2 separate regions of the Anas platyrhynchos genome follow, and region 1 is linked to region 2. Evidence: chromatin contacts called from public Hi-C data. All regions are on one chromosome and are shown on one strand. The core of a region is the stretch at or near the end of the contact, and the rest is flanking DNA. Distances in the headings are between cores, read along the strand shown.

Region 1 (2,844 bases), core at 264-2,763, 68 kb before region 2:
CTTCCTCCCACCTCCGTGTCCACCCCATGGCTTCAGGGCTCCGTATCTGGGACCAGGAACACCCACAGTGGGACGAGGCCTTGGGGACACCCACGTCACCCCAAGGAGGTGGCCCACCACCAGGAATCTCGCTCCTCAACCTCACCCCAACCCCAACCTCACCTCCTCCTCGGGCCCAGCCTCCAGCACGGGGGGCAGGATGGAGAGCTGGAGGACAGACGCCCCTCTCTGGTGCTGGACAGACACACTGCCCAGATTCGGGCCGTGCAGGCACCTGGGGAGACCCAGGAACAAGTCAGGGACGTTTCCAAGCTGACCCCAGGGCCTCTCCCACCCCACACCAGGAGGTCTGTCAGGCCCCCAGCACCCACCCTTGGCTGTTGACCACCACGTAGGCCCTCCTGGAGTGTCCCGGCCACCCCGAGGCTGTCCCGTAGCACTGGTCCACGTAGATTCTGGGGGAGACACCAGGCCCGAAGTCCACCCTGGCCTCCAGGTGGAGGACAGAACCAGAGCTGAGCACCAGCGGCGTCTTCGTGGCACCAGGATCCCCTGAAGGAGGAAAATGGGATCAGTGCGACGTCCCCGAGCCTGTCCCACCACAGATGGGGACTTAGGACACATCCCGAGCCCATAAGGGGTCTCTGCTCCCACTGCTGTGAGGCAGGAACCTGGTTTTGGAGCCCACCCCCTGCTGTTGGCTGTCACCTTGGCCTGGCTCCAGACCTGCAGCACCTTCCTGGTTCAACCCCAAGGAGCAGAACAGGACCACATCACCCATCAGACTGATAAGAACCCCAAAACCTTCATAATGGGGTCCATCCCAGGGTCTTGCCCCTCCTAACACACAACTCAGAGCACTCACTGTGCAGGAGCCTCAAGGTGAAGTTCATGCTGGGCTCCTCTGAGCAGGGCTGTGCGTGAATCCCACCAGGCACGGTGGCAGCAGCAGGTTCTGGGGACATCACCTTTGTCCCCACACCTGAGGATGTCACTGGGGCCACTGCCACATGGCCAGAAAATGTGGGAGCAGCTGGGGCCGTGGGGGTCCCTGCAGGGAGGAAGAGAGTTAACAGGGGGAGGCTGAGCACGGAGAGGTGGGAACAGCATCCTTGAGGGATGGAGAGGACACCCAGGTCCTCAGATATCTCCAGAGCTCACAGAGGGGAGGTGGGGGCAGCACCAAGTGAAGAACCCCCCAGGAGCACGTCTGGAGCTGCACATGGTGTGGGAGAGCACCACCAGCAGCCAGGGACCCCATGGGTAGCCCTGGAGCCCCATCTAGAGCAGCCCCTAATGGACCTGCAGGGACAGGGAGCTCCCATACCACCTCCCCCAGTAGGACCAGTACCAGCAGGAACAGGAGGCCATCAGGAACCAGCACCATGGGGCACCCACCCCCCACCACGAGCAGCCAGGGGTCCCCAGCCCCACTCACCTGCCACCCCCAGCACAGCCCCACACACCAGCACCCACCAGCACAGCCCCATCCTCAGAGAGCAACAGCTCAGCCCCAGTGTTGGGGGGCATTTAAGAGCAGGTGAGTGCAAATGGGCCCCACCTGGCACTGATTTTTTTTTTTTTTTTTTTCCCTTTTTTGGTTCTCTGTTTTTGTGATCTCTGCAGTAAAACCTTGCTGTAAGCCGTGGGAGATCAGGGAGAGCCCAGCCTGTGCTGTTGGGTGCACACCCGCTGGGGCTTCAGAGGGGATTTGGGGCCCTGGGAAGGGGTGTTTCTCCACAAACACAAACTTTTGTGGTCACGGGGAACCGTGGTGGCTTTTCCCTGCGGTTGTCCCGACCCAGGGATGTCCCAGGAGCAGCCTCTAAACCTCTGCTCCCTGCCCTCCCCGAAGGGCATCTTTGGGACTTGCCCCTTCGGTGACATCCCAGTGCCACCATCCCCAGCCAACAGGGACCTGCCATCACCCCACGCACCCAGGGCCTCCGAGCACCGGGCCGAGGAGCTTTAACGGGTGGCACCGGTGGTGGGGGCAGAGCTGGGGCATCGCCGGGGGGCAGGATCTGTCTCTTGTCCCCATCCCCTTCCCACGGAGAAGAACGAGACCGACGGAGACCAGCTGGACCATTGGTGTATTAAAAACTGCCAAATATACAATCCGATTATCTTACAAAATAGAATTGCTTTTTTTTTTTTTTTCTTTTTTTTTTTTTTTATTGCTTGCATTTACAAACAGAGCAGAACACGAACCACACCGGGGAGTGGCAGGGCCGGGCTCCCTGCTGCTGTCCCGGGCTGGTGACAATCTCCTGTCACCCCTGCAGCCGCACGGTGCCACCTCGGTGCCCGGCCTGGGCCACTCTCAGCTTTACCCGTGCCATTGTCATCCAGCCCGGCCAGGACACCCGAGGGCTCCCCATGATGTGGCTCGTCCCCGTGTCCCACTTGTACCCAGGGCTGGCACCTCTGGGACCCTGCTCCACGCCTGCTCCCCACACCAGTTCTCACCAGACCCCGTGGTCCTCCCGGGATGTCCCCGGTGGGGACTGGCACCACAGGGCCCTCTAACTGGGACAAGAGGGGGCTGGGGGGGGATCTGCTGCCATGGGGTCCTGCATGGACGTGCTGGGGACCGCCGCTGGCACAGGCTGGGGCTTTTGGGGTGGTTTTGTTGCTCTGCAAATTCACGTGTGGATGGTGCTTAGAAACCTGCTGGGGCTTCCTGGGTCTGGGCTGATGGTGTGCCAGGCACCAACAGCCACGGGTGCGCTGAGGACACGTGGCACTCGATGCACCCATGGGCTGGGGGAGCCCCAGCAGCGTGGTGGGCCCCAAAAACTGGGCTGGAGGGAAAGGGGATGGTGAGATCAGCCCCCACTGGGA
Region 2 (3,212 bases), core at 455-2,954:
AAAGCGTGCCTCTGGCCTTGCAGAGCCGCCCTCGTGCTCATCCCTGCTGCCTGTCTCTTCTTCCAGAGTCTGGGCTCCTCACCCTGTTCCCTGCGCTCTGAAAGCTGCTTCTCTGCGCCTGGCAGGAGCGGGAGGGATGTGCTGCTTCATTCGCTGTGCCTGCTAAAATTAGCTTAGTCTGTCATCTTGCTGACTTATAGCTGCAGCTGGGACGCGAGTCGGTGAGGATGCTTCCTTGCTGATCCCCAGGGCCAGGGTTTGCTGGGCCCAGCTCTGATTTAACCTTACCCTTGGACTTCCAGGCCTGATGACTGATGTCCTGCACCTACAGCAGCTCCTTCACGAACCTGTGCCATGTAGGTTCACGAGCAGCAGCTCACCGAGCACAGTGCGTGCTGAGCACAGGCTCTACGCTTATTTATAGCAGGTAGGGTCTGGGGGGAGCCTGCGGCAGCAGCGAGCAACGAAGCAAACAGCTGCTAGTTCCTGGCATGTGTAGGGTGAGGAGCATCAGAGCCTCTGCCAAACGTGGGTCCTTTTTTTTTTTTTTATTTTCCAGGGAGGATGTGGTGGAGCTGCCTTGTGCTGCAGGTACTGCTGGCATCAAGGGCCCCAAGCAGCGGTGTCTGGAGACGCTTAAATCTGACACCTGGGCTTTTCTGCACCCATCCCATCTGGGGGGCTTTCCTGGTGCTGTTAGTGGCACAGTTCCCACGTGTGGTGGTTTCTTCCTGCTCTGAGTGCTCTGAGCTCCACCACAACCACTCTCTGTCCCCCCCCTTTTTTTTTTCCTTCTTTTTTTTTTTTTCCTTTTATTTTTTCCTTCTTAAATCTGCTCTCTCAGAGGCCCAACCAACATCACTTACTGGCTTGGCTCTGGCCAGCGGCAGGTCCCTTTGGAGCTGGCTGAAACTGGCCCAGGCAGGGGCTTTTGTGCAAGTGGGAGCATGCCTTGGACATGGCAAGGAGGAGTGTTTCCAGCTCAAATACGTGGCTCAGTGTATTTCTGTGTTATTAGGCACTTATGATTTGCAAGTGCTGTTTTTTTTTTTCTCCTGGCACAGAGAAAGGCTATCGGAGGAAAATCAATTTTTAGGTCTGAAAATAATAACAATTCTAATTAGAAATAAGTCATTCAGTCACGAATGGCTGCGAGGGAGCCTCCTGCTTCAGTTTTTGTCCACCTGAGCACGTCAGCTTCTGCAGCACACCTGCAAAATGGAGAATTCGATTTGAGCTCAATGTGGGAAGGGAAATGTTTTTATTCTGGGTTAGTCTGGTGGCGCTGCTTTGGTGAATTTCAGTGAACTGGGACTCATGGGGATAGGATCACAGGTTTGTAGGGGTTGGAAGGGACCTCAAGAGATCATTGGGTCCAACCCCCCTGCCAAAGCAGGGATAGGACCTGACCGCATCAGCGCGCAGGGAGCTGGAGGCTGCCAGGCTGTGCCTGGGGAGCACTGTTCGGGCTCCATCCTTGGGGGATGGACTGTGTCCCTTGGGATGGGTGAAGAGGCCATTTAGGTGTTCTGCAGTCACTTAGGGCACTGCGTCTGCTGCAGGGGCCCAAGGGAATGAGAAACTCCACCAAAATGACCCTAAACCACCTAGAAAAAAGCCGTGGTGGTGGCAGCACGCTGCTCTCCGTGGACATAGCTGTGTGGGTGCCACGGCTGAGGCTCGAGCTGGGTGCTGGCGCTTTGCTGGAGCGATGCTGCGGTGGCAGGTTGCCCTCTCCTGGCACATCTCCTCCACGTCTCCTCCACAAACCCCGTGTTCCCATTGCCTGGAGGAGGGCTGGCAGCATGAGGCTCTCGTCACCAAGGATCCCTCATGAGGTTTCTGGAGCTTTTGGGTAGGGGACAGCCCCACAGAGGGACATGCTGAAGGTTTGCTCACTGTCGTTGCCTTTTCAGCTATCCTTCAGCAGCTCCTCTGCCCAGCCTGTGCTGGCACCTCGTGGTGCCGCGCGCTCCTGCAGCCCTCCTCCTCCTCCTCCTCCCGGTGCTGAAACCCAGTGCCACACCGCAGCCGCTCATCCCAGCGATCCGGCAGGGTGCTGAGTTTGCCCCGCTCCCCACGGTGGGGATCTGGGGCTGGGAAGGAGCTGCTGAGCCTGCCTGGTGGCACGGGGCTTGGCTTTGCTCCCCCAGCTCAGTGCTCAGCTCCTCGATTTCAGTATCAGCTCAGTGTGAGAATGCACCAAGCATGTGTCTGACAAGTGCAGCGGTTGCTGCTTGTGGGGCAATTTCAAGAGAACCAACACAGAGGATTAAAACAGGTGAGCTTTTAGCACGCAAGTCCTTGAAAGAGATGGCTTGCTTGCAGGGCATGGGTGGTCAGCAGAGTGGGAATTTATCATTCCCAAGGAGCTGAGAAGGTTTTAAGCCAAAATTCTCACCCTAGGAAATGAAAATCAACTCGGTGACAGAATTTAATGCCGCCTTGATCCTCCTTATGCGTGAGGGGACAGAACTGCAGGCTGAGAGGGAGCTGGTGATGCTGCAGGTCCCAGGTATGTGACAGGGCTGCTGGTAAATGTGCAGGGGGGCATTGGATTTTAGTAGATTTGTGCCTCCCAGCCCCATCTGCTCTTTCTTGGGGATGGAAGGGGGTCTCCCAAAAGAGGTCCTCGGTTTTGCTGCCTGTAAAGGGGCTCAGGCTTTGACATTCTCCCTTTTCAATGTGAAACAGAGTGGGTAGATCCTGTCCTGAGCCTGTTTTCAGCTGCACGAAGCCAGCAGTGATGCAGGACATCACCTTGAGCAGACCTGTCCGATGGAAATGAGTTAGCCTTCGAGGGAAAAAAATGACCGTGTGCCCTTTTTGTTGGTACGCCCTTTCTGTCGAACTCTTCCTTTTGGAAGCGGTCTCCTTTCTGCTGCTAAAAATCCACATCTCCCTGAAGATCTTGGGCTGGAAACGTGGTGCCAGCCGAGGAGCTCGCAGCCAGCGCTGTGCCAAAGCAGCCTGCGGGCTGTTGTGTCCTCCGTGGGCTGGAGGTGCCAGCTCGCCTGCCCCGGCTGCTGCTCGTCCCTAATTTGGGACGTGGCGATGGAAAGCTGTCCTCCCAGAGCCCAGCGGAGAGGTGTTATTTAAATCATTTCATTTAATGCATTTCTTTTTCCACGCTTCCTACCAGCGTGCTGGCAAATGTCCCGGCTGTTTTTAACATACATATTTAATGCCTTTTCTTTTTCTCGGTGAATAGT

The links. Hi-C and Micro-C count contacts between places; a contact is called where the count stands out from the background.
Region 1: a Hi-C map of subcutaneous adipose tissue shows a contact between it and region 2, with 2.4 times the contacts expected there. The contact joins the promoter of LOC106019221 here to the enhancer-like site in region 2. A contact is called at or near these places in 2 of 8 Hi-C or Micro-C datasets (liver and subcutaneous adipose tissue).

Annotation. Positions count from the first base shown.
Region 1 is chr16:5,212,218-5,215,061 of IASCAAS_PekinDuck_T2T, reverse strand. It overlaps LOC106019221, which reads right to left and starts at 1,513. Exons shown (of 8, transcript XM_027469886.3): 1 at 1,439-1,513; 2 at 866-1,051; 3 at 372-552; 4 at 163-274. The coding sequence starts at 1,490. GAL3ST1 (galactose-3-O-sulfotransferase 1) reads right to left here. Exons shown (of 3, transcript XM_072024219.1): 3 at 2,084-2,844.
Region 2 is chr16:5,144,458-5,147,669 of IASCAAS_PekinDuck_T2T, reverse strand. All of the region lies in intron 2 of OSBP2 (oxysterol binding protein 2), which reads left to right. Among named protein-coding and RNA genes, the nearest start is that of OSBP2, 28 kb to the left of the region's middle. Within about 2 kb of position 1,704, at least 1 of the 8 cell types and tissues checked has an H3K27ac peak or open chromatin away from gene starts, as enhancers often do.